2 separate regions of the Mus musculus genome follow, and region 1 is linked to region 2. A link is a contact called in public promoter capture Hi-C data. All regions are on one chromosome and are shown on one strand. The core of a region is the stretch at or near the end of the contact, and the rest is flanking DNA. Distances in the headings are between cores, read along the strand shown.

The links. Promoter capture Hi-C pulls out the DNA fragments that hold promoters and counts their contacts.
Region 1: a contact with region 2 is called in a promoter capture Hi-C map of macrophages, with 7 read pairs. The contact joins the enhancer-like site here to the promoter of Dram1 in region 2. A contact is called at or near these places in 1 of 39 promoter capture datasets (macrophages), 1 of 484 Hi-C or Micro-C datasets (uterus), 2 of 115 datasets of contacts at active chromatin or transcription factors (bone marrow-derived macrophages and embryonic stem cells) and 1 of 9 other capture datasets (adipose tissue).

The regions. Positions count from the first base shown.
Region 1 is chr10:88,407,650-88,412,003 of GRCm38.p6, reverse strand. It overlaps Gnptab (N-acetylglucosamine-1-phosphate transferase, alpha and beta subunits), which reads right to left. Exons shown (of 21, transcript NM_001004164.3): 3 at 1-88. Among named protein-coding and RNA genes, the nearest start is that of Gnptab, 31 kb to the right of the region's middle. Within about 2 kb of position 2,048, at least 37 of the 459 cell types and tissues checked have an H3K27ac peak or open chromatin away from gene starts, as enhancers often do. A contact at or near this core is called in bone marrow-derived macrophages and macrophages, where this site is marked.
Region 2 is chr10:88,353,819-88,358,410 of GRCm38.p6, reverse strand. Dram1 (DNA-damage regulated autophagy modulator 1) reads left to right here and starts at 1,336. Exons shown (of 7, transcript NM_027878.2): 1 at 1,336-1,619. The coding sequence starts at 1,489.

The sequences.
Region 1 (4,354 bases), core at 799-3,298, 53 kb before region 2:
TCGGACCTGCTGTAGCTCCTTTAGCAGTTCAAGGTCAGTGCCATTCACCCAGGTGTAAACCACGTCGATTGGCATGGGCAGACAGAGCCTAGGGCAGACCCACAGCCCTCGGGTTAATGGGCAGACAGGGCCTAGGGCAGACCCACAGCCCTCCAGGTTAACTGCAGGTTTTTCAGAACATTTGGGGGGAAGGTTCTAACAGAACTTTTTAAGAGTTTAAATTTAACCTGGGGGGGGGGGGGGGTGCACGCGTTTGATCCCAGCACTCGGGAAGCAGAGGGAGGCTGATCTGAGTTCGAGGACAGCCTTGTCTATAGAGTGGATTCCAGGTACAGCCAGGGCCACACAGAGAAACCCCGTCTTTAAAAATCAACAAACAAACAAACAACAGAGTTTAAAATTAGACATTATCAAAGAAAATCAATAAAAAGGTGACAGAACTGTGTGCTTTTCTGGGCCGCTGCAGGCGGAGAGGTGTCTATCAAATACCAATACCATCTCTGTGAACTTCATTACCTTAGAAACTTCGTGAAACCATTTGATCCTCACAGCCACCCTTAAAGAGGTTGATATCCTTCCTTTTTAAAGATTATTTTCAGGGCTAGCAAGATGGCTTGGTGAATTCAGAGTGCTTGCTGCACAAACCCAAGACCTGATTTTGATCCCCGGACAGGTAAGGAAAGAGTTATCCTCTGACATCCACACACACCCTGTGGCATGCCACCCCGCCACCATGCACACACAATGACGGGGGTAATAAAGATTAATGGGGGAGACAAAAGGAGCTCCTTAGAGGCCTTGAGTTCTGGTTGAGCAGGGAGTGATCATTGGGTATGGGGGTGGGGTGGGGGGATGAGGTAGGTGGTGGTGGGGATTGCTTGGAGTGGAGAAAGTTCTGGAATTAGATGTGATGACAGCCATGCAACACGTGAGTGCATTTGGTGCTGCTTTCAACCATACACTGTAAAAATGGTTCAAATGCTAAAGTCTGGGCTATGGTAGGTGTGCTTTGCTACAAGAAAACAAGCAGGGTGAGAATAAAGGTTTTCTGGGAGTAGAGGGTGTTAGTTTTAGAACTTGGTTTAGAGTAGATAATCTATAGATAACCTATCACTAATATCTGCCACAAATACAGGATTGGCAGGAACAAATGCCAGGCCCGTCGTGGCCTTGGTGGGGACAGAGTGACTTGGTTCCTGCCCCTGGGACAGGGCCCCTGGCGTTAGCCTCCATAAGGGCAATGCCTGCCAAAGGCATAAGGTTTGTTGTATAATGTACATATTTCACGTTCCTCTCGAGGACTGGCCTTCCTGTTAACTTCCAAGACTTCACGATAATCTGAGATAGCACAAATCCATGGAGAAGAAGGGTGGGTGTGGCTAATGTCTCTAAAAAATGGTAAATGCTGGGACCTTCAGGGCAGCCCTTAAGGCTATGGGAAAGAGCTCTAGATACATGAGTGATACACACACACACATATATGTATTTCTCAAGTATGCAAAATATAAGCATGCAATATGAATTATGAGGAGCTTCATGAATCTAAAGGAACAAAACCAGTTATACTATGAGCCAGCTTGTCAGAAAGATACAGGCAGGCAGATTCCCAAATTCAAGGTCAGCCTAGGACAGAGCAGGATAAGGCCCAGGTGTGGTAGGAATGGTAATTTCAGGGCAGGGTTCCACCCAACTATCTTATCATCTGTTCTTAATTAAGGCAGACAGATCTCTGAATTCTTTTGCAACTTAAGAAAACAAGGTATGCTTACCTTGGAGTAAATGACTGGGTTGATATGTAAAATAAGACAGGACCTGTGTTCTGCAGGAGCTATCCTGAGAATTTATTAGGATAAAAAGAGAGAACTGCTTGGAGAAAACACACAACACACAACACACACACACACACACACACACACACACACACACACACACACATACAAGCAGGACATGGACAGAGAGACCTATTAGAATAGGAAGCAAGCAGAAGATAGACAGAGAAATCTCCAGAGAAAAAGCAGAACAGAGAGAGAAGCAGACTGGAAAAGCTGTGTCAAGCAGAACACAGGTCATCAGCCTGGATCCACGATTTGACTTTGAGTCATTCTCTTTGACACTCCCAGACATCCCCTTCTCTCAGAACCCCTCTCCATGCTGAGGCTCGTCCTTGGCAATCAAATGCAGCCAAATGTAAAAAGGATAATTAAAAATACAGCAAGGTAATCAGAAGTTTAAACAGCAAAACACAGTGAAGTTATCTACTGGCCCAAGTGAAGACCTGGTCTAAGTAAAGCCACCACCTCCTGTGCCCCATAGATGTTCCAAGTCCAACCCCTCTCTTTCCTTTGTCCCAGAGCCCTCGTCACCTAACCTGCCACCTCTTCTACTAGCTACATAACTCCTTCCTGTGCACATAAGCACATAAGACCTTCTTGCTTCACTTCCCAAAGCATCTGAGATAATAGATCACCCAGCACAGAAGCAGCCGTGTCTGCTGAAAAGCCCTCAGCGTGAGGCAGGAGGATGGAGTCTCCCCCAACCCGCTTGTTTTTAAATCATCTGCAAAATAAGAATGAGGCCCAGCCTTGCCTTAGTGGTTCTGTTCAGGTTTATTCTTCCAAAAGAAGGTTTCCTTAGTTCACTGACTTAACAAAACAAAACAAAACAAAACCACCAAACAACCAGGAAAAAAAAAACAAGACCAAAAACCTAAACAAGCAATCCCACCACTCTGAAGGTGCAGACCCCTCATCTGTTTGGGTGTTGACATTTTAGATGGTTTTTTCCCTTTTCTAAATAAATGGACAGGTTTTTTGTTCATTTGTTTGCTTTATAGCCAACTTCCAAAGTTTGTCTTTGTGATACTTCATTCTGATTATCAGCTTGATATTAGAGGTGCCTAGGGTGACAGGGAGCCACAGGCTTGAGTATGCCTATGAAGGCATTTCAGGAGGATTAACTGGGGGGGGGGCACCCTGGATGTGGGCAGCGCAATCCCCATTAGCTTGGGTACCAGACTGAGTAAAAGGGGGCAAAGGGGCCTAGCAAACACAGAAGTGGATGCTCACAGTCAGCTAATGGATGGAGCACAGGGCCCCCAATGGAGGAGCTAGAGAAAGTATCCAAGGAGCTAAAGGGATCTGCAACCCTAAAGGTGCAACAACATTATGAACTAACCAGTACCCAGGAGCTCTTGACTCTAGCTGCATATGTATCAAAAGACGGCCTAATCGGCCATCACTGGAAAGAGAGGCCCATTGGCCATGCAAACATTATATGCCCCAGTACAGGGGAATGCCAGGGCCAAAAAATGGGAATGGGTGGGTAGGGGAGTGGGGGGGAGGGTATGGGGGACTTTTGGGATAGCATTCTAAATGTAATTGAGGAAAATACATAATAATAAAAATATTAAAAAAATAATAAATAACAAAAAGGGGGGGCAAAGGGGGAAAACTAGCTGAGCACTGGATTTCCCGCCTTGGCTTCCATATCTACCAACCTGCCCTGCCTGCAAAGCTTTGAGCTACCACGCCTTCCCCACTATGAATCACCAGCCAGAATAAACCTGTCCTTCCTTCAAGTCTCTCTTTGTCAGATATCTGGTCATAGCAAGGAGGAAATCCACGCTCCATTTGCCCTTTCTTGCAGCCCGGACACAGGATTGGGCAATATGTATATATATATAAATACTTCCATCATGGATTAATTACTTCATGGGAGAATTGTCCAAGTGACAACCGACAACCACCTTTTGCTTGAAAGATGTGAGCGAGAGCTTGGCAGCACCTACCTATAATTACAAAACTCTCAAGAGGCCCAAGAAAAGATGATCTCGGGTCAGCCTGGGTTATGCTGAGGCCCTGCTCTCACCCTACCCTCCAGAAGAGATGAGGCATTTATAGTCTAGCTGAGTAAAAACTAAACAGATATGAAGTCTGAGAGGTAAAACGTCACAGGGAAAATATAGAAAGTCTACGTAAGGACTATTTTTAGATAGAGATATTAGAGATTGCTTTACTGGGAAATAGTCCGGGATAGGAATGGAGCCCACTGGTAGAGTGTTTTCTCAGTATGCACGAGATCTAGGCAACTTCAGCACAGAGCTGAGACCACGGCATTGTAGAACACAGTGTAAAACCTGGGAATGAGCCAGTGTGGAAGCTGGAGGAAGAAACATACCAGGAAAAAGGTATTTTCATGTGCCCTGAGACACACGCCTATGTCGCTTATCCAAGAAACTAGGGAAGACCAAGCAATCGGGTAAACCTGACTAGAAATGGAGACCAGAGAGGTAATGGGTCCCGATGCTTTGTCAGGAAAATGAAGACACATGTGTGCCGTAGTCGAGTGTGACCCC
Region 2 (4,592 bases), core at 87-2,586:
TTGAAGTTAAGCCTTTTTGGGAAATGCCTTCAGAGACACATCCATGGTGTGTTACATTAATATTCTAGGTATCTCCTAATATCATTAAGTTGGCAATTGAAATGAATCATCATTATGCTGGCTTTCCTCAAAATTAGCATATTCATTGTAATTAACAAAAATCCCTTAAGTAGTCTGCATTTGTCTTTGGGTATACAGCTTTACCTTGTATCTTAGTCAGGGTTTGTATTCCTGCACAAACATCATGACCAAGAAGCAGGTTGGGGAGGAAAGGGTTTACTCAGCTTACACTTCCACATTGCTGTTCATCACCAAAGGAAGTCAGGACAGGAACTCACAATCCCTGTAGGCTATTCCCTAGCATGGTATGGCACACAAGGCACATTTATGTGGCTGAGATGAACCTGTATTAGGTCATCTATGGCCAAAAGTGGGCTCAGAATTCCCAAACTATAGCTCAGACCCGCAGAGCTGGCCAGTGCTTCAGGAACACCAATTGGTTTGGTTTAGGTGGTGTCTGGCTGGGTGGATCTGAAATGGATCAAGTCATCTTGTCTTGCTGCTAGGAAATAAATACTCCAAGTAGAATTGGTGGGAACAGATATATACTCCAAGTAGCTTTTGGTGGGTGGGCCAGGGCTGGATCCAACCCTTTCTGTCACTTGCCTGAATTAGATCCTTTGTCCATTCTAGGCAAGTGCTCTACCATTGGGCTAAATTTCCAGCTCTTTAGAGGGCGGCTCACTAAGCTGCGAATTCAGACCTTGAACTTGTGATCCTCCTGCTTCAGCCTCCTTAGTAGCCAGGCAGCAGGGATGACAGACTTGTGCTATCAGGCCTGGTTACTATGCGATTTGGCTTTCCCGCTGCTTATCACAAAGGTGTATGTGACGTCCATGCCCAGTGGCCCAAACACCACTGAGCCCCTTTGCCTGAACCCCAGAACCCATAGCGGGACCCGATGGGGTGCGCATCACTGGTGGCCAAGGCTCTGGAAGGAAGCTCAGTGGGTGCTGGAGAGAGAGGCTCAGAGGAAAAACCCCCAAGGGAAGGAGGAGCTGGGAATCCAGCCAGTTTGGCGGGACTTGCCCAAGAGCTGGCCAGCCTCGCGGGGTCCCGCGTCTCCCGCCGCACCCACCCGTCGCTGTATCAAGCAAAAGCGAAAGGAAGCCGAGCGGTCCCGCGTGGCGTGGCGTGGGCGGGGAGGTGGCTGCGCGCTCTAGCTCCGCGGGACCAGGCTGCCGCTTTGTGACTTCACCGGTTTCGCAACAAGCCAGGACCGCCCGCGCCCCACCCACCCGGCTGCCCGTCCGCCCTCCGCCCTCGGGTCTCTGAGCGCTTCCCTCCCTCCGGGGCTGGGCCTGTCCCGGCCGTCCCGGAGTCTCTGTCCCGCCGCGCCGTTAGCTGTCTGTGTCTTGGCCACCGCCTCCAGGCAGTCCGCAGCAAGCCAGCTTCTTGGTCCGACGAGCTCAGCGCCCTCTCACCGCGATGCTGTGCTTCCTCAGGGGAATGGCTTTCGTCCCCTTCCTCCTGGTGACTTGGTCGTCCGCAGCCTTCATCATCTCCTACGTGGTCGCGGTGCTCTCTGGGCACGTCAACCCCTTTCTCCCCTATATCAGGTGAGGGGCAAGAGGAGCGTGAGGGAGGGACCAGGTGAGCTGAGAGGGAGGGAAGGCGTGCAAGCCAGGCATGGGTAGTGGAAATTCTTGAGGTAGTGGAAAGGTGTGACAAGATAATCTCTGGGATCCCCGGGCAAGTTTAGAGAGTCAGGAAGCACGTGTGGGTTCTGCCTTTAATGAGAAACAGTGCTCAGAGCCGCGCATCAAGCAGACAGCTAGACAGCTGGTGGCACCTTTAGACCTGGGGTATGGGATAAAATCTTGGGGAGAGCCTTCTTTGGTGACACTCAGACAAGGAGAGTTCCTAAGATACCATTTATTGTAAGTAGATCCAGGCATGTGGCAAACCGCTCACTTATTTCTCTTCCCAACAACTCCTGGCTCCTCCCCTCCCTCCCTCTCCCCCTCTCTGTCTCTGAGACTGGATCTCCCTATGTAGCCCAGGTTGGCCTGAAGTCTAGGGTGGTATACACAAGTCTACCTTCTTCTGCTTCTCTAGTGCTGGGATTTAAAAGTCTTCACCACCACAGGGGGCTCATTTCTAACAGCTAAAATTTCTTTTCCATGAAAGAAAATGGAGGTTTAAACTGGTGGAGATACACCAGTAGGTCATTGGCGTAAAAGCAACCCTGGACCCCTTGTGCCAACAGCAGCACCTTTAGGATGGACCTGCCTCATACTCCTCTGGACCTGGTGCCTCTAAAGTCAGAGTCCTCAAGTTGTCAAAACCTGTGAAGTTTCTTGCCCTTATTTATTACTTTGTTTCCTACTTAGTCTCCGTCTTTCCTGAGGGTCCTTTATCCACAGCTGGGACAACAGCTTGATCCTCCTTTTTTGTTTATTAGATATTTTCTTCATTTACATTTCAAACCCTATCCCCAAAGTCCCCTATACCCTCCCCCCACCCTGCTCCCCAACCCACCCACTCCTGCTGCTTAGCCCTGGCATTCCCCTGTACTGGGGCATATGATCTTCAAAAGAAAGGCCCTCTCCTCCCATTGATGGCCGACTAGGTCATCCTCTGCTACATATACAACTAGAGACACGGCTCTGGTAGGGGAGGTACTGATTAGTTCATATTGTTGTTCCACCTATAGGGTTGCAGACCCATTCAGCTCCTTGGGTTCTTCTCTAGCTCCTTCATTAGGGGCCCTGTGTTCCATCAAATAGGTGACTGTGAGCATCCACTTCTGTATTTGCCAGGTACTGGCATAGCCTCACAACAGCTTGATCCTCTTTAACATTTCCATGTTAAATGACGGGTATCTGGGTATCTGTGTCCTTTGAGGAAGACTTTAAAGATTATATGTGCGTGTGTGTGTGTGTGTGTGTGTGTGTGTGTGTGTGTGTGTACATATATATATAGAGAGAGAGACAGAGACAGAGACAGAGACAGAGAGACAGAGAACTGTAGCTGTCTTCAGACACACCAGAAGGGGGCATCAGATCCCGTTACAGATGTTGTGAGCTACCCTGTGGGTGTTGGGAATTGAACTGAGGACCTCTAGAAGAGCAGTCAGTGCTTTTAACCTCTGAGCCATCTCTCCAGCCCTGAAGAAGACTTTAGTAGTTGGCCTTGTGTCCCTGAAAAACCCTTGGAATGGTTCCTCAGAGCACATCTCAGTCCTGGGTGCCAGCACCTGTGTCCCTTCTCTCATTAATGAACCACAATCCACTCGCTTGGACGTGTATAAGATTGAGCTCTTCTCGTCCTTGCTCCCCTCCTGAGGACGTAATAGCTATGCTTTTCCTAGATCTGAAGTTCACTCCCAGCTACTATGTGATATGGATCCAGCCAGTCTGTCAGAGGCAAGGCTGGAACCATTGTGTCGGATGCAGTTTAAGGCATTCCCTTAAAGTGAATCTGGTTATCTATGGGAGATAACCAGAGTGGAGCAATGAGCTGAATGAGGTGACACACTTGTGACATACTGAACACACAGGCACTCCAAGAAAGGGGCTTACACATTAACAAGGAAGGCTCTAAGGAGTGATGAATTATGGGGCTCCACGGCACAGGATGGACCTCACATCGGTAGGAACTATAATCCAAAACAAACATGATTGCCCAAGTGTGCCTGGGGATGTGGGATTGATTATTACCTCTTTAACAGCGGGGGTGGGCACTGGGCTGTCTCTAAGCCATTGATATAATGGCCAGATACAGGCAAGAGCTAGACATCTCGAAGCAGACATCAAGAACTAAAGTAAAAAAGGTCACACAGGCTTTTAATTCCAGCACTTGGAAGACAGAGGCAGGATTTCTGTGAGTTCGAGGCCAACCTGGTCTACACAATGAGTTCCAGGATATCCAGGGCTATATCAGTAGATAGGAGCACTTAGCAAACATGTACAAAACTCTGGGCTTAATCCCCAGCATGGCAGAACAGGAAGACAAAGAACAAAAGTTACAAAAGTCCTCTGCAGCCTGGCGTGGTGGCGCACACCTTTAATCCCAGCACTCAGGAGGCAGAGGCAGGGGGATTTCTGAGTTCGAGGCCAGCCTGGTCTACAAAGTGAGTTTCAGGACAGCCAGGGCTATACAGAGAAACCCTGTCTCGAAAAACAAACAAACAAACAAACAAACAAACAAACAAACAAACAAAAGCCCTCTTCAGACCCATCTCTGTGTACAGCCTAGTATGCACATAGTGAGTTCCAGGACGTGCAGGACGACAAGATGGACCCTGTTTCAAAAAAAGTCCTCTGCTTACTATTTATCTCAGTGGATCTTCCGGCTCTTCCTCTCCCCTCCCTTCCCTCTTCTCTTCTCTCCTTTCCTCTCTGTACTTCCTCTGCCGTACCGATATTTCTTTCTGTGTCTGCCTTGAGTCTGTTTTTGTGAGGCAGGTTCTTGCTATGTAGCCCAAACTAGCCTCATACGTGTGACATTCCTCCGGCCTTAGCTTCCTGAGTGTTGAAATTCCAGGCTTGGGTCACCACTTCTAGCCACGTCTCCTCCCTCGCCTTTTT